Linked DNA regions of Mus musculus: region 2 is linked to region 1. Evidence: chromatin contacts called from public HiCAR-type data. All regions are on one chromosome and are shown on one strand. Each heading gives the region's core, a stretch centred on a gene start, on an enhancer-like site or on the middle of the called end of the contact. The rest is flanking DNA. Distances are from core to core; before and after follow the strand shown.

The links. HiCAR-type assays count read pairs that join an accessible place to other places.
Region 2: a contact with region 1 is called in a HiCAR-type map of fibro-adipogenic progenitors, with 8 times the contacts expected there. The contact joins two enhancer-like sites. A contact is called at or near these places in 2 of 484 Hi-C or Micro-C datasets (gonadal supporting cells and nephron progenitors) and 1 of 115 datasets of contacts at active chromatin or transcription factors (fibro-adipogenic progenitors).

What each region holds. Positions count from the first base shown.
Region 1 is chr19:42,806,419-42,814,289 of GRCm38.p6, reverse strand. Hpse2 (heparanase 2) reads left to right here. Exons shown (of 12, transcript NM_001081257.2): 10 at 1,265-1,410; 11 at 7,854-7,871. Among named protein-coding and RNA genes, the nearest start is that of Hps1, 30 kb to the right of the region's middle. Within about 2 kb of position 4,674, at least 14 of the 459 cell types and tissues checked have an H3K27ac peak or open chromatin away from gene starts, as enhancers often do. A contact at or near this core is called in fibro-adipogenic progenitors, where this site is marked.
Region 2 is chr19:43,153,076-43,160,946 of GRCm38.p6, reverse strand. The region is part of intron 3 of Hpse2 (heparanase 2); the gene reads left to right. Among named protein-coding and RNA genes, the nearest start is that of Hpse2, 230 kb to the left of the region's middle. Within about 2 kb of position 5,131, at least 11 of the 459 cell types and tissues checked have an H3K27ac peak or open chromatin away from gene starts, as enhancers often do. A contact at or near this core is called in fibro-adipogenic progenitors, where this site is marked.

The sequences.
Region 1 (7,871 bases), core at 3,425-5,924:
TGTAGAACTATGCTGGTGACAAAGGTTCTTTAAGATATTTGTTCTGATTTATAAATTTTACTAGACATTTTTGGGCCACTGATGTGATAAACGATCACACAGTTTAAACATACACATGCACACACGCACATATGTGTACATGTGTGCGCATGTGCATGCACGCACGCACGTGCGAACACACACACACATCCCCAAGTGCCTTCTGCCTGGAAAGAGGAACACAGTGAAGACCACTTGATGTCTTTAACACTAGAGAGTCTGTCCTGAATTCCAGAATTTGAGGTGGGTCTTACATGGGTGGGTTATAAACACTGAGTTCATAAACCATCAGTTAATATTAAGAGTTTACACAGCCAACCTCCGCCTTGGACCCTGCAACCACCTCGATGTTGATGCCTAAGAATTGGATTGCCATCTATGAACTCCTTTTTAAGGAAGGCGTGCTGGTCACCCAAAAAGATCCACATGCCCACCCCAAGCTGGCTGGCAGGAATGTAATGAAGCTGGAGATTATGTTGTATTAAACTTTAAAGAAAAAAAAGTTGACACAATACAAATCTCAGTTATAAGTTGTATCAAAGGCAAACACAAGCTGTGGTAACAGCAAATACACAAAATTAAGATGGTGGTAGGCAGACTTTTGTAAGCTTAGACACACGTTGGCTACAGAGTAGATATTTATTAAGTAGTTATAAATCTCTTTGGGAACATTCGTTTTATCACCAAATATTGAAAATAACCAGGAACTAAAACTCTGTGCAAGCTTTATTCTGTTTGTTTTTCTGGCTCTGGAGTGGAGACCTCAGCCCCTACTGAGTAAGCTTCACCCCCATCTCTGCGACGCTCCTCCAGGGCAGTGTTTGGAGAAGGATATCTTATATTCTTATATTGGTGACATCGTAAGGATCAGAAATGTCCATTCTCCAACTTCACAGAAACCACAAGCCAGCATGAAAATGAGGCCACAGGAAGTAAGTTTGGAAATGTAAGCCTCTCGCCCCAACTGGCTATTTCGTTTGAGAAGAACTTGGTTCATTTGTTCACAAGCTGCTCTGAGGCCATGTCAGTTAACTCTGCCCCACTTAGTCAGTGGAAGGTTGTGTTAGAAAGGACTCTTCATTATCAGCTAGCGGCCTGCTCTAGGAGGGTAGCCACACTATATTCCTAGCAGGACGTAGTCTCTGACCCGTGTTTGTCATGTTTTCTCAGCACACCTGAGTGCGCATGCGTTGTCTCTCTGACTCCACCTCTCCATTCCCCTCAGGACTATTGGCTTTCTCTGCTTTACAAGCGTCTGATTGGCCCCAAAGTCCTGGCAGTGCATGTAGCTGGGCTCCAGCGGAAGCCTCGGCCAGGAAGAGTCATCCGAGACAAACTAAGAATCTATGCTCACTGCACAAACCACCACAAGTAAGTTTTCCCACAAACGGTGGGAGCAGAAGGTCACCCAATAGCAGCCCCTCTTAGAAAGCCGGGGTCCTGGGACCCTTCAGAGCCCACCTTTGTTCACTTGGTCTTAACTGAATACTGCCTCTGTGGTCACCATTCTCTTTGCAGGTTGCCGAGGACTGATAGCTTCTTGTCAAGGAAGCCTTTCGTCTCTAGGATTTACTCAGGAAGGGTTCAGACAATGCTTTTTGTTCAGTCTCTTCCTCAAACAACAGATGTTTATTGGGCACTTTGGCTGTGCCAGTTGATGTGATGCCCACAAAAATTGTGTGTGTGTAAACCTGAGCCAAGACAAGAGGCTGAGTGTGACGCTCTGACCCACCACAGAGCCTAAGAAAATAAGTATCTATGGCACAAGAGCACGGGGTCCAGACTGGTTGGTGTCCCACCTAGGTCTCTGGAAAAGAGTGCCCAAGGGGAAGCACGCTAGCTTCAGGGACAGTTCCCATATTTCAGAAACCTCAGCCATGTTAAGTGTTAGAAGGCTGTAAAATGTAGACTTCCTTTGGAGGCAAAGAGGTTCTGGAAGCATCGGAACCCAGCGTGGTACTGAGAGCGTACCCTCCTTTTGGCCTGAAGTACTGGGCATCAACACAGTTCTCTTTAAAACAGGTAAGTCAATTACTAGTGAAGTTTGGCAGGTTTTCTTTTTAAGTTTAAAACATACAGGCCATAGGGGAAATTTTTAAAACTGAATCTAAAACAAAAACCAACTGGCCATCTCTGTCTTACATCACTTCCTGTTTAAGGCAGAGGCGATTACCCTAGGAAGAATTCTTTCTCTTACTACAGAGAAAACCTGGGGGCAGGACTGCCTCCTGGCTCCTGTCAGACCTCCATCCAGGGCCTATCTGGGCTGATCAAGGGGAGGGAAGCACAAAGAGCTGCTGTGGTCGGATTACACCATATGTTCCTTCTCCAGCCTTGATGAGACAGAGGCCAAGCCTGTTCATTCCTCATGATAAGATGCTTTCAAAGCCTCACTGTAAGCAGAGGTGGGCGCCAGGGGCTGTTGTCTTCCCTGTAGATACAAGTGCCTATTGTAGAGGAGGGAACGCTGTCCTGGGGACAGGCCAGAAGCTTTCAACATCCCATTTGCTCAGCAGGAAGCTCTGTCCCTTACCTGACAGTGACTGACTGCTTTATGGCCTTGCCTGGAATTATCTGATCATCACACAAGGCAACATTGTATTCCTTGTCTGTGGCAGGCCCTGAGGCAGCCACCCAAAAGGTGGACCCCAGCCTCAAGAGAAAAAATTACTCCTGGCACCTTCTGTCCCTATTGGAAAATGCACCAGTCTGCGGCCTTTGTAATAGTAGTCTGCGTCCAGGAATAGGCCAGCAATACATATAAGTGCTGAGAAGGATTTGTGTGTCCTCACTGAGGGCTCCCATGGAGGCCCTTCCCAGGGCTCACACTAGTGCTCATGGACATTTCATGAGAAGGTCTCACTTACATCCTGATGGTACCTTGAACCTGGGGCCAGTGGTCCTGTGTATGTTCTTTGTGTCTGATACAGTGGCAGGCATGAGAAAGGTCTTGTAAGTACATGAAACACGGTGCTCCTCACTGAGCTGTAGTTACAGAGCTTGCCGATCATGTCAGCTAGAGGGGGGAGTGTAATAAAATGGTATAGAATTCTACCGCTCACTATCATGAGACCTCCAACAACCTCTCCCTGCCCCAACTATGCCCCCACTTCTATGGAAGCCAATCAGAGAACCTCTTGAAAGGAGTTCCACCAAGCTCCTATCAAAATAAACTCTCCCTCTCATTAAAGGAAAGAAGACTACAATAATGATAAGGACCAAGTTAAAGGTCTTTTTCATTCCTTCAAATATGTAAGGAATGGATACTTTTGCAAGGTCTCCTCCTTGCAAAAAGTATCAGGTGCCCAGATAACTAGGCACAACGGTAGGAGAGACACCTGCTCCTAGAAGCCATGTATCTCTCTTGTCTCACAGCCTCACCAGTTAGGAGCAGCACTATTGGCTGATGCACTTAAATTTCTTTGTAGGCAAAGAAGACAAAACTACAGAATCATCTCATAACAGATATATTGGCTACATACCAATCAACCTTGGCGAACAGTCTGAAATAAATATCCTATATTAAAACAGGAGGCTTGGGCTGCTTGTACTTCCATAACCTTCTGAGGTTCTGGGGAGTCTGTAACATCCCCTGTGTGTAAGAAGTTTTGCACAGTGTGTATCCCCTGTATGTCAATGGCAGCCTTCTTGTTGCAGAGTTTTTCATCTGAAGAAGGTTCTTAGAGATCAATCAGCCTTGTGCCCCACAGAGCATAGACATCCCTTTTATATCTCCCTGGTAGTCATTTGTCACCCACTAGGACACCTTCATGTCTCTCATGCATTATGGATCCTTTCCGACCTCGCAGAGCCTGATCCCCTAAAACTGATTTAGGAGAAGTCAGGTTCTCACACCAACACCAGCAAATGCCTCTGTCCTCGCCTGAAGTTAACCAGTTATACAGCGCTGGCAGGCCTTCCACTCCATGCAATCAAGTGTTGACAGAGAAACTGTTTTATGGCCATTCTGCTGAAACTATGTATGTTTCTGGGGTGGAGCTGAGGTCCTCAGCCACACTCAGAACCAACTGAAACCTGGTAGATGTTGAAGCAAAATTGAGCCTTTTGGGGTTCAAATTCGTTTATTATTGGCAAAACATGACTTCCTGTTTTTCAGAAGAAGTTTTTTTTAAGCTCATAAAAAAGGTTCCTGAGGGTTCTTGGACATCAAATGACTCTTACAAAACAATATTTTGATGAGTTAAGTGTAAATGAATCAGAAACATGTGGATTAAATTTCCCTTAAAATACACAGGGGCTTTGAAATTAAGGGGAAAAATGTTTGGCAAAACAGGGCCTGAGTTTTACCAAACCGAAAACCTTTGAATTAGATTTGGAGACAGTGGAGCAGCTCCATTCTCGAGCACATTAACTTTCACTGGGAATGATCAATGACCGACGCGCATCAGCCCCCTTCCTTTTCCCAGACTCCCTGCTTCACTGGAGATGTTTCTAGAACACGACTGTTTTCTGTCTGGAACTCAAGACACACCTCCCATCTGACATCTCCCACCTCCTGTATCCAGGATCTTCCCATTCCAGCATCCCTCCTCTGACTCACTTCCTCCTCCTCCCATGGCAACAAAGAGAAGATGTCAGGCAGGAGAAGAGCAGCCAGAAAAGATGAACTCCAGATACATGGGCTGGCTGCTGGTGAGAACGTCTCACCACAAGTGAGACTCGGGGCGGGGCAGACATTCTACCGAAGGAGCCTCTCTCCAGAAAGGGGCATTTTCTGGGATAACCAACGGCCACCAGGACTTGACATCAGGCATTAAAAATGGCAAGCTGACCAGGCCTCCAGACACCATTTTTAACAGAGTACATACTCCTCTGGGATTGGTTACTTGCGGACAGAGACTATCCATTCTTCAATGTATTCTCAACACAGTGCTCTAGGTTTGTGTGGGAACCCCTTCCCAAGAATGTGTCTTTGTAGCCGAAAGTCCTCTGCTTCATGCCTTTGCCCATCAACCAAGTAGAGCAGTGTATGGTCAGAGCAGTCTTCATTACCAGTTCCTACCTACGAGGTCCCTGAGTTCTTTGAGAACCTGTTCAATTAGTTCCCTGGGCTATGCTGGTTTGTCTGTCCCAAGAGAACTATGTACATGGAAATCAAACCATTGCCAAGCAGCTTGGAAAAACAGTGTTCCCTACAGCAATGCTGTGTTTCAGGTCTCCCTCCAAACCACCAGTTCCTCCCATCCCACCCTTCTTCCTAGTCTCTAAGGGCACATTCTGCCCCAGCTTGCCAAGGAGAAACTCATAAATGCAAGCACGTGCTGTTCTCCTCCTCCACGGCTGGCCTTTAAAACGATTGTTTAATAGTTGCTTGCAAAAGGGTTTCCTGTGGTCTGGCTAAACTGATACCCACCCATGCCTATTTTGCTCACACTCTGAAGCCCACAGTACCTATAGCTAATGATGTCTTCATCTGTCTTGTCCATAGCTCAGCTAAGCTGAGATCCCACCTATAGAAATGAGCTGATACTCTTCTTCAGAGACAGTCACTGCCAACACAAGTCTCCAGCATCCTTCAGAACTCAAGCCTGCTCAAATCAGTTGGCATTCTCTTCTGAATCATTTGACTGCAAAAGCTAATTTACATGCTGCAGGGGATTAGAATGGAGTTCAGGAAGGACTGCATAGGGGAGCCATTTAATGTTTTATCAGAACACAAATGCAGACCTCCAAGAAGCCTGAACACAACAGTGTACCTTCTTACAGATGTGACTGGAAAATGTCTGATACATAGCCAGGAGGATATTCTGGGAGTCCTTCTCATAACCTCAGTGTTTTTGGTTTAAGATTGTAGTTCCCAAACCCAACTCATCAGCCAAATATCTTGGCAAGATCTTAATACATATTCCCAGGCCTCAAACCCAAATGAAGAGAGCCTGTACTTTAAAACTTGTATGTTACCCTACCAGTCTGCCCTTGGCTGTGTAACTTTCTCTCATGGCCTCTGTTAGAGCAAAGACCAGTGACCTAGGAATCCAGGGGTTCCATATCTGCAAGCAGCATTTTCCTCTGGGCAAAGTTGTCTTAGAGTTTCTCTGAACTCCTCTTTCGAAGGCTGGGCTGGGTCATTCTGTTTCCTCTCATTAACCCATCCAGATGGGGCCCCACGGGACCTCTTAGAAACAAGGTCTTTTTTCCTACAGAGAGGGAAATCGTTATAGCTTTGCTGATACACACTGCAAGGTTCTCCTTGCATGGGCCTATGTTCTCCCCTAGCTCAAACACCCTGCTCGCATCTAAAGAGATTCTAAAATGGCGACTGGGCAACTGAAAGAGCTGTGCGCCTCAGTATGAACAAGAATATAAAATGCAACATCATGATCCCATTTTCTTCTCTCAGGTTGGCAAAGATATTTTAAAAGATAAATACTCAGTGTTCCTAAGGGCATGAAGAAATGGGTACTCTTAAAACAGAGCTGGCAGAAGCAAATTTTTACAAACCATCTAAATAACATCAATATACTCAAAATGTGTGTATTTGTCAGAATAAGTGATATTGCTATGGGTTAAAAAAAAAAAAAGAGTTTCACCCAAGACCATTAAGATGCCTCAGTAAATAAAGGCATTGCCATCAATAGTTATCATCTGAATTTGAGCCCCAGGACCAAAACCAGTCTTTAAGAATGGCCAGACCTAGATGGCTTCCAGTAAGAAGATGTATTTCTTGTTCACACTCCTTTTCCACCGTGGCTCCCTGGGGCTCTGCTCCCCATATTCTTTTCAGCACCCAGGCCTTTGTGTCCAAGATCGTCAAGCTGGGAAGGGTGGCATGTGTCTGTAATCCTAGCACAGAGGAGACTGAGGCAGGTCGTTCATCATCCACTGACAGTCTGGGCTACATAGCAAGACAGTGTGTCTTCAGAAGTAAAAACCAAAGAACACGATGCCTCCATTCCTCCCCTAGCAGGGGCAGCAGGCATGCCATCAGATGGGCAGTTCCTCTGCATCTTCCCAGAGGTCTGAACATGTCCACTCACACCACACTAGGCAAAGCAGGCCATGTAAGAGCACACGGGTGTAAACTCTCTTCCTGTGAACACCAAAGGGATGTCGCAGGGAAGACTGGAGAGCTGATGTACAATCATATGATGGACACACGTGACCTTGACCCAGCAATTCCAGCATCACCACCAAATGTTACCACCAAAAATAAGCATGATGCACAAATGATTTATGTAAAATTAAGGCTTTTGTGGTGTAACTTATAATGGCAAAATATTGAAAGAACATGAATCCATAAAAGTGGTGGACTGGCTAAATAAACTATGTTACATTTCTATGATTGGAAATTCAGCATTCCTGAATAAGTGAGAGAAACTATGTATACATAGCTGAAAAGGTCTATGTAGATAGTTTGATCCTATAGTTAAAAAGCCATATTGATAATTCTCAGACTAAGATGTACAAATGCTGAATGTTGACCAAAATGTTGTACTATTTCAAGATTATATAACTATGGGAAATTTTCTTTTACTTCTTTGTTTCTTTATATTTTCCTGGTTTTTTTTTTCTTTTATGGCAGTCATTTTATTTATATACACACATATACACACACACACATATTCCCAACAAATTTAAACAAACATGGGGTAGAGTGGAAGGTGGGTACCTTCTCTTCAGGAAACTGCAATAACCAGGCATTCCCATGTTGAAGGTCTCTTAGGATGATTCATCAAATGAAGACACTTTTCTAGGGTGGTCCTGTTTTGTACAGCCTATAAGTTATTTAGGAGCATCTAACTGACCAATTTGTCTCATCTCCTCCCGCTCTTCTCTCTGTCTCTGGAACTCAGCCACAACTATGTCCGTGG
Region 2 (7,871 bases), core at 3,882-6,381, 350 kb before region 1:
TTTTTTTCCCGGTTGCTCGAGAGGTTTAGAAATTGTTGACATCTGTCTATGGTCGTACCACCTGCACATGCCAGATCTCCGAAGCCAAGCATGGTTAGACCTGGTTAGAATTTGGATGGGAGATGGCTTGGGAATCACAGGTGCTATAATCTTTTAAAATAAATAAATAAATAAATAAATAAAACCATTGACTTTATCACCCACCTTGGAATAGATCTCCTGCCACACATTATGTTACATAGACTCCCTGCTAAAAGACTGATGGATTACTTATAGACTGCTCTTTGAAGAAACAATTAAAATTTATTATTTTATGTTTTTGTTATAGCGTCCTACTATGTAGCCATGGCAAATAGGTTGGTGATAAATTGAGATCTTTTCTTTTCCCCAATTCTCTAAAAAGCTAACATGAAGCATGCCTTTTTCTGAGACATACTTCATGTGGTGTTTACTGATCACAGAGGTGGTATGTATGTGGTGTGGTGCCGACGGTGGTTTTGTGTGTGTGTGTGTGTGTGTGTGTAATACATGAATTCACATATGTGTGCATAAATGGAGGTCAGAGGTTGATGTAAGAAGTTTTAGGTGTCTGTCTGTCTATACCATTCACCTCTGGCAACACCGGGGTTTATAGACATGCATAACTCCGATCTAGGATTTTATGTGGGAGCGAGGGGCCCCAAATCAGCTTCTCATGTTTGTACAGCACATACTTTATCCACTGAGCCATTCCACCAGCCCTAGAAACATGTCGGTTTGAGGCTCATTTACCACCAGGAGAAGATAGACAATAAACAATAAACAGAAAGACAAAAACCAGTAAACTGAATGAGTATTTTGAAAGCTAATGTTTTATTCTTCCAAGAAGATAGAGGATGCATAGTTTTTTCTTTTACCCTTGTTAAGTACAACTTAAAATCTTGAATAAAATGTACATAGCACAAATATAAGAACCCCCAAGGAACTACCAGGGGACTTATCTGCATTTTCTGTTTTGCTCTGTATATGTGTGTATGAAACATACATACATGCATACACACACACACATACATACATGCATACACACATACATACATGCATACACACACACACAAATGCACACACACAAGCACATGCACAAATGCGCATCCGCATATGCTATGTGTGTATGCTATGTGTATGCTATATGTATATGCTGTGTGTATGCTATATGTATATGCTTTTAAACTAAAAAACTCAGTGTACATATTTCAGAGCAAAATGAGGAAACAGAGGTAAGAAATGCTGAGCTAGAATATAATGATAGAAAATAATCTAAAAGAGAACAAACAGGATGGACAGAATGAACAGATGGATGACGTATGAAAAATAGAGAGGAAATGACACGAAGGGAGCCCTGGCAAGTATAACTCCCACAACCAAGCTAATACCCTGTTACTAGAACCTCAGAGAGGAAACTATGGCCATCAAGTATGTGATGCTAAGAGATGTGAACTTACAGACTGAAGAAGCTGAGTGAACTTCAAACACAACTAGTGTAAATTAATCCATACCAAGAATAACATAATTAAACTTCTGAAAAGTAAAAAAATAAAATAAAAAAGCAACTAACAAAAATAATCCTTTACTGACAAAGAAAGACAGCTCAAGACCCAGCAGATTTCTCATTAGAAACCCTGAAGGCCAGAAGGAGAGGCACACTGTTTTTCAAGGACTGAATGACCAGAACTGTCATCCCAGAGTCCTATTCTCCATGAGCATATAGTCTGGGGATAAAGGAGTAGTCATGACATTCTCAACCAAGGAAAATGAAGACAGTGTATTGCTAGTACAGCTATGTTAGAACAATGGCTAAGGAAATTCTCTAAATAGAACAAAATGCTAAAAAGTGGAACTTGAAACATTAAGAGTGGAGAATGTAAACAAAAAATGTAGGTAAATACAATAGTCATTTCTTCTCTGAAGTCTTAAAACTATTTTGACAGTTAAAACAAATGTATAATAAGTCTGATGTGGTTCTAAATGAAGTTAAAGTACTTAAAACAATTACAATAGATGATGGTAAAGGCTTGTGAAGAGAGAACTATTTCTATCTTTGATTGGATGGTATGATGATAACATCAGCAAACTGTCATAAATTGCATATGCATGATATAATACCTAGATAAACCACTAAAAAGAAGTGTGGAGAGATAACATATCTATGCTTTAAAATACCACAATAGGGAGGTCTGGTGCGGGGTTGGGGGCATCCTCTTGAAGAAGGGCTAGGAGGAATGGGATGAGGAACTGTGTGAGGGCAGGCCTGCAGGGGGAGCAACAACTAGACTGTAAAAAAATGAAAGTAATAAAAAATAAAAAAATTGTTTAACACAAAAGATTAAAAGTAAAACAGAAGAATAAAAATGGAAAAAACTAGTGAAAGATGGAAGATTTAAGTCATAAGATATATTGATAAATATAATAATTAAAAGATAGAAAATGGGCAAGTGGCCTGAAATATGACCCAAAAATATATTGTCTTTAGAAACGCAAACTTGACAAATACAAGTCAAAAGTACAAAAGTTAAGTCAAAACTACAAGAACAGCAAAAATATACCATGAAATAATTGTTCAGAGAAACTTGGGTGAATCTATAATAGTAAAAAAGAAAATTTTAATGCAGAGATTTGCCAGAAACAGAAGTCAGAGTGATAAGACAACCAGGGATAGTACAACACCATTGCTATTCTATGCAGAGGGCTCAATTCAGCAAGAACCTACAGCCATCCTAAATATAGATGCGACAAATAATAAGGCTTTAGATACATGAAATAAAACCTGACAACTAAAATGTGAGATCTATTAGTTCACAATTGTAGTTGGGGAGATGAGCATCTGCCCTTCAGCAGTTGATAAAAGCCAAGATAGAATCACCAGGTCATAGAATTCAATAACATTGCAGCCAAAGCTTCCTATTAACAATTACAGGCTCCTCCACCTTACGACAGAGAGCATTCTGGCTTATGAGGCTCAAAGACAAGCTACTAAAATAAACAAATTCCTTGGCCATGAAACAAAATTTGCAAATCTAAAAAATTGAAATCACACAGAATGGTTATTTAATTACAATAGAAATAAAGTCATCAATAGCAAAAAGATAGGCAAATATTAAAAGCCTGGAAACCAATAAAAATATTTTAACAATTCATGAGATAAAGAGGACATTTAAGGGAAATAATAAATTATTCAAAATGAAGTAATAAAATAATAGTAATAAAACAAATAATAAAAGTAAGAACAGAAATCAATGAAATCTAAAACAAAACAACAGATAAAAATCGGTGAAAGCAAAATTGATTCTTTGAAAAAGTCAATTAAATTGATAAATCAGCAAGACAGAAAAAGAAAATTTTACGTATATAAGTTATACATCAGGATGATTAGAGTGCCTTTAGCCCTCCACACCCCAGCCGTCACACTCCAGGCTCACAGACATCAAAACTTTAATAAGGGAATGCTTGTTATTGAGTGTGTGTGTGTGTGTGTGTGTGTGTGCACGCACGCTTGCATGGGCCATGTCACAGTGTGTCTGTCTATCTGTGGAGGTCAGAGAGCAGGTTCTAGAGTCTGTTCTCTCATTCTACAAGTTCCAGGGCTTGAACTTAGATGGTTAGGCTGAGCAGCAAGAACCTTTACCTCACTGAACTATCTTGCTGGACCTTACATGACATCCTTTAAAAACGATTACATTTTTACGAACTCCTCATCATTTCATATATGTATCCGGTGTATTTCAATCATATTTACCCCACTCTTCCCCTGAGTCCCTTCAGATTGACTCCACCCACACCCAACTTCATGACGCATTTTCCCCCTTATTTTTTTAAGGTTGTCTCAGGTTCTGTTACTGTAGTCACCTTCATTACCTTCTCTGTTCCCCACACCTGAGATGCCATCCTTGGGGATCATTAAAAGGCAATAGTTATCTGAGCCAACTTTTTTCCTGTGATAAAACACCTGAGATAAGCAGCTTCTATGGAAAAGGGCTCTCTCTTCAGTCCAGTGTCCTCAGCGTCGAACCTCGAAGCCACTAATAGAGGTATACATGCATTAAACACTTTGTCATAGGGTCTAAACGGAGGTGTTCTGCACGTCCTTCAGATAGACATGGGATTTTGATACAGTATCAAACATTTAAACATTTTTAAATTTCACCAAGAATTTTATAGTGATTACTTATTGAAATGTTTTAAATACATATCCTATATTTAGCTCTTACAGCTGATCAGCACACCAGTCTTCCCCATGAACTGTCACCTACTAATTTGTAATCACTAACATTTGCCTTAAAAGAAGAACAGGGCAAGAGTTGACAGAACAATGTGGAAGATACTTGCTTAGAAAGATTTCATCACAAGGCACTGGCTTCAACTCCTGGGGAAGAGACTTTGAAAAGAGAGTCTGTGCTGATAAGTGACGTCACGATTGGGCAAAGAAGTGTGTGCTAATGAACCATGCAAAGCTCCAGTCACTAAACTTGGGGTTTACAGATGCGTTTTTATGGATCCTTATTTACCATGAACATTTAGATGGTAATTGGAGCACAAATCGTCTGTTAAAATAGTTACTCCAGCTCTCCCCTGACCGCCGTAATCGTGTGGTAATCCCCCCTCTGGCCTTTTCCAGCTGTCTGTCCCTTATTCAGAGAGAGGCCAGCTTTCCCTCTGCTGCTGTGAGTGAAGGCTGAGCCTTAATGTGTGGCCACTTACATAGCTTCTCAGCTTTCTCGTCAGAAAAGAAGCCAGAGCATTTTATATGACCACTGGCTTCTCCAAGTGTGGAGTAGTAACTCTGTCCACTCTCCGAGCAGATGCTCCCACTAACAATGATGACACGAGTAAATAATCCCAGTTCCAGAGTCCTTACTGCATGCCAGGATCTGTGCTGAGTGTATAACCAACCTTAGTCCCTTTAACCCTTTCAACAAGCACAAAACAGATTCCAATTTACAGCTAAGGGGGCTGAGATTAAGAAGGAGGAAAAAAAAATACCCCTGGTCACTCACGGCGAACCCTAATGGAGCCTGGTTTAGAAGGACGCATGTAGGAGCGCAGAGCTTACATGCTGAGCTGCTGTGCCAGATCACCTCCCTTGACCAGAATTCCTATGTGTTGACTGTCAGAAAATGTCATCCAAATATTCTACTGGCAGCTGGATGAAGCTGTGAGCAGCAGGAAAGGCAAATTCTCTTGAGAGGGAGATGACCGCTGTACTCAAGAGGAGTCTATGCTGTCTGCCTGAATTGCTTGTGCCTCTGGGGCTCAAAGAGGAGACTGTGATTATTTAAGTTGAGAATTCATTCTGTTCAAAATAAAATTCTTATGGATAGAGTTTTCACTATTTTTAGTTCAATTCAGTTTTTATGGGAAGTTTAATCTAATTTAATTCAATTATATGAAATGTTAGTAAAAGATGTTCTGGAAGTTAGAATGGAACATATGACCCAAGGGAGGTGGGTAAGTTAGGAATAAAGTGTCTGACTGTGCGGGCTGTTAAACACTAGGCAGTATTGTGTAAGCGCAGAAAAATCCTCAGGGTCAGCTAGATTCGTGCCTCCAGAGGTAGCTGAGGTGAGACTCTCTGAAGGAGGATTTGCCTTCCCCTGTGATTATTATTCTTAATTAACTTGTTTAAACCACTGTATCAGCTTAGGACTTTTGAGTAGCAGAGACTAGACGGGGATTAAGTTCTATCTTGAGAAATATCTGTGCAGAGTAAAGGGGAGGAAAGCACAGTGGGCAGCAAGAGTCTCCAGCTGGAGATGTAGACACTTGAGAAAGGAATAGCAGATGGGAAGAGGGTTTGGCAGAAGAGCCTTGGGCTGCATCACAACTCTGAGGAAGTCTTGTCCAGGGAAGTCATTAAGCAGACGTTCCCTAGTAGAGAAATCATGCATATGGGATGGTGAGCTGGGCTACCTCTACTGCCCCTATAGTGCTCTGCCATCCAGTGTTTAGTGGGAGAGGTTCCGGTAGTGAACTGCAGAGCAACTGGAGGTGTAACAGCAGATGGCACACCCATCTGAGAGCTATGTTTTAGCAGCAGGTTCTCTTCAAGGGACCTCCAAGCAGGGTATGTCCCGCATCTGCTGTATTTATGGTCTTGCCAAACTAGAGTACTTTCTTAAAATTTACTGCAGTATCAATTGAACCAAAAAGCAAACTTTGCTTTCCCATAGTGTTTTCTTTTAAAACTAACTGCCCACTTTCAAAGAACATTTTCTATAAAAATCCCTCATTTTTCCCTCCTAGACATCATATTCAACTGTGGACTCTTTTCCTTTGGAATACAGGCAAATTGCCATTTGTATTTCTAATTTTTTTCACATGTGTGTGTGTGCAGTTCTGTGCTTGTGTGTTAAAAGCCTGAGCTTGCCATCAGGTCCTCCTTGATATTTTTCTACCTTGTATTTTGAAACAGGATCTCTCCCAGGACCCAGAGCTCATCAGTTCAACTTCTTTGGCTAGCCACCTTGTCGGGAGGTGTCATCTTCACCTCCAAAAGTAATGCTGCTGTTACAGCAGGCTATCAGCCACATGCATCTGGCTCTGTGTTGTTTGTTGATTCCGAAGCAAGTCATTGCTCATCTTAATGCTTCCCTATTTTGTTGGCTTCAAATCTTTATGTAGATAAAAGCTGAAAGAGCTCACATACTGTCCCCCCATCCCTTTCCTTTAAACATTGATAATCTAATATTACTGCTAATTTCGTTTCTTGCTAATACATTTAAAATGTAATACATTATATTGTTCTTCACTCTATTGTATTGACTCAGCCCCCTCATATTTACATTCTTTAATTGTATCAGTGACTGTCTGTTCTCTCTGCCTCTAGACTTGTCACTAGTTCACTTTCTGTGAGTTACCAACCATAGACTCACTACAGAGACCACCAGTGACTTACTGGCAGAAACTGCATTAAAAAGTACCAAATCGATTTAATAAAGTGGAAGTTGTAGGCTCCCTAACAAGTCATGACTTCACTAGACTGGGGTTTGTGGCTATATTTTGTGGAGCCCAGACCCATCTGACACATCTACAAGATAACTAATCTGAGGTTCATCTGAGGTTCAGGGATCATTGTGAAGAACAAGGCAGAAAGACTGTGAGAGTCAGAGGATCGGGGAGTTTTCTGTGAGATTGGGTCTCCTAAGTCTTACCAATGCGGATGCCTAAACATGACCTGAGCAAGGATATCACCAATAGCCATGGGTAGGCAGAAACTCACCAGGCTTCAACCTAGAAAAACAAAAACAAAAACAAAAACAAAAAAAACAAAAACCCCACAGGCAAGTAAGGAATTCTGAGAATGGGAGAAATAGTCTTCCCCAGGGAAGGGCATAGCAACTGCTTACCCAGTCAGTAACAAATAGACTTGAAAAAATACATACAAGTAACATTATATATATTGAGCTTGCTGTACTTACTTTTTTTTTAGGAAAAATATATACATATATTCTCTCTCTCCCTCTCTCTCTCTCTCTCTCACACACACACACACACACCCACAGACACACATATAAAACAATAATTAAAGAAAAAGAGAGCAAAAGGTGGTACATGAAAGAGTTTGTTGGGAGGAAAGGGGAAAATGTTCTTTTAACCTCAATATATATATATATTTTAATCACCAAATATCTCAGAAAAGGTAAAAACTGAAGCATTTATAATCTTACTTTTATCCATCTTGCTAACTTTATCTCCTCTATTCCATGTCTTTCCCTCCTTGCCTTCTGTTCTAGTGCTCTGGAACTAACTGCAGTTCTGTCCACTGGCTGTCTGCGAACATTTCACTCGCAGAATAGATTCCTTCTTTATTTGCCGCAGACCCTCTGGGCCCCTTTGTCTAC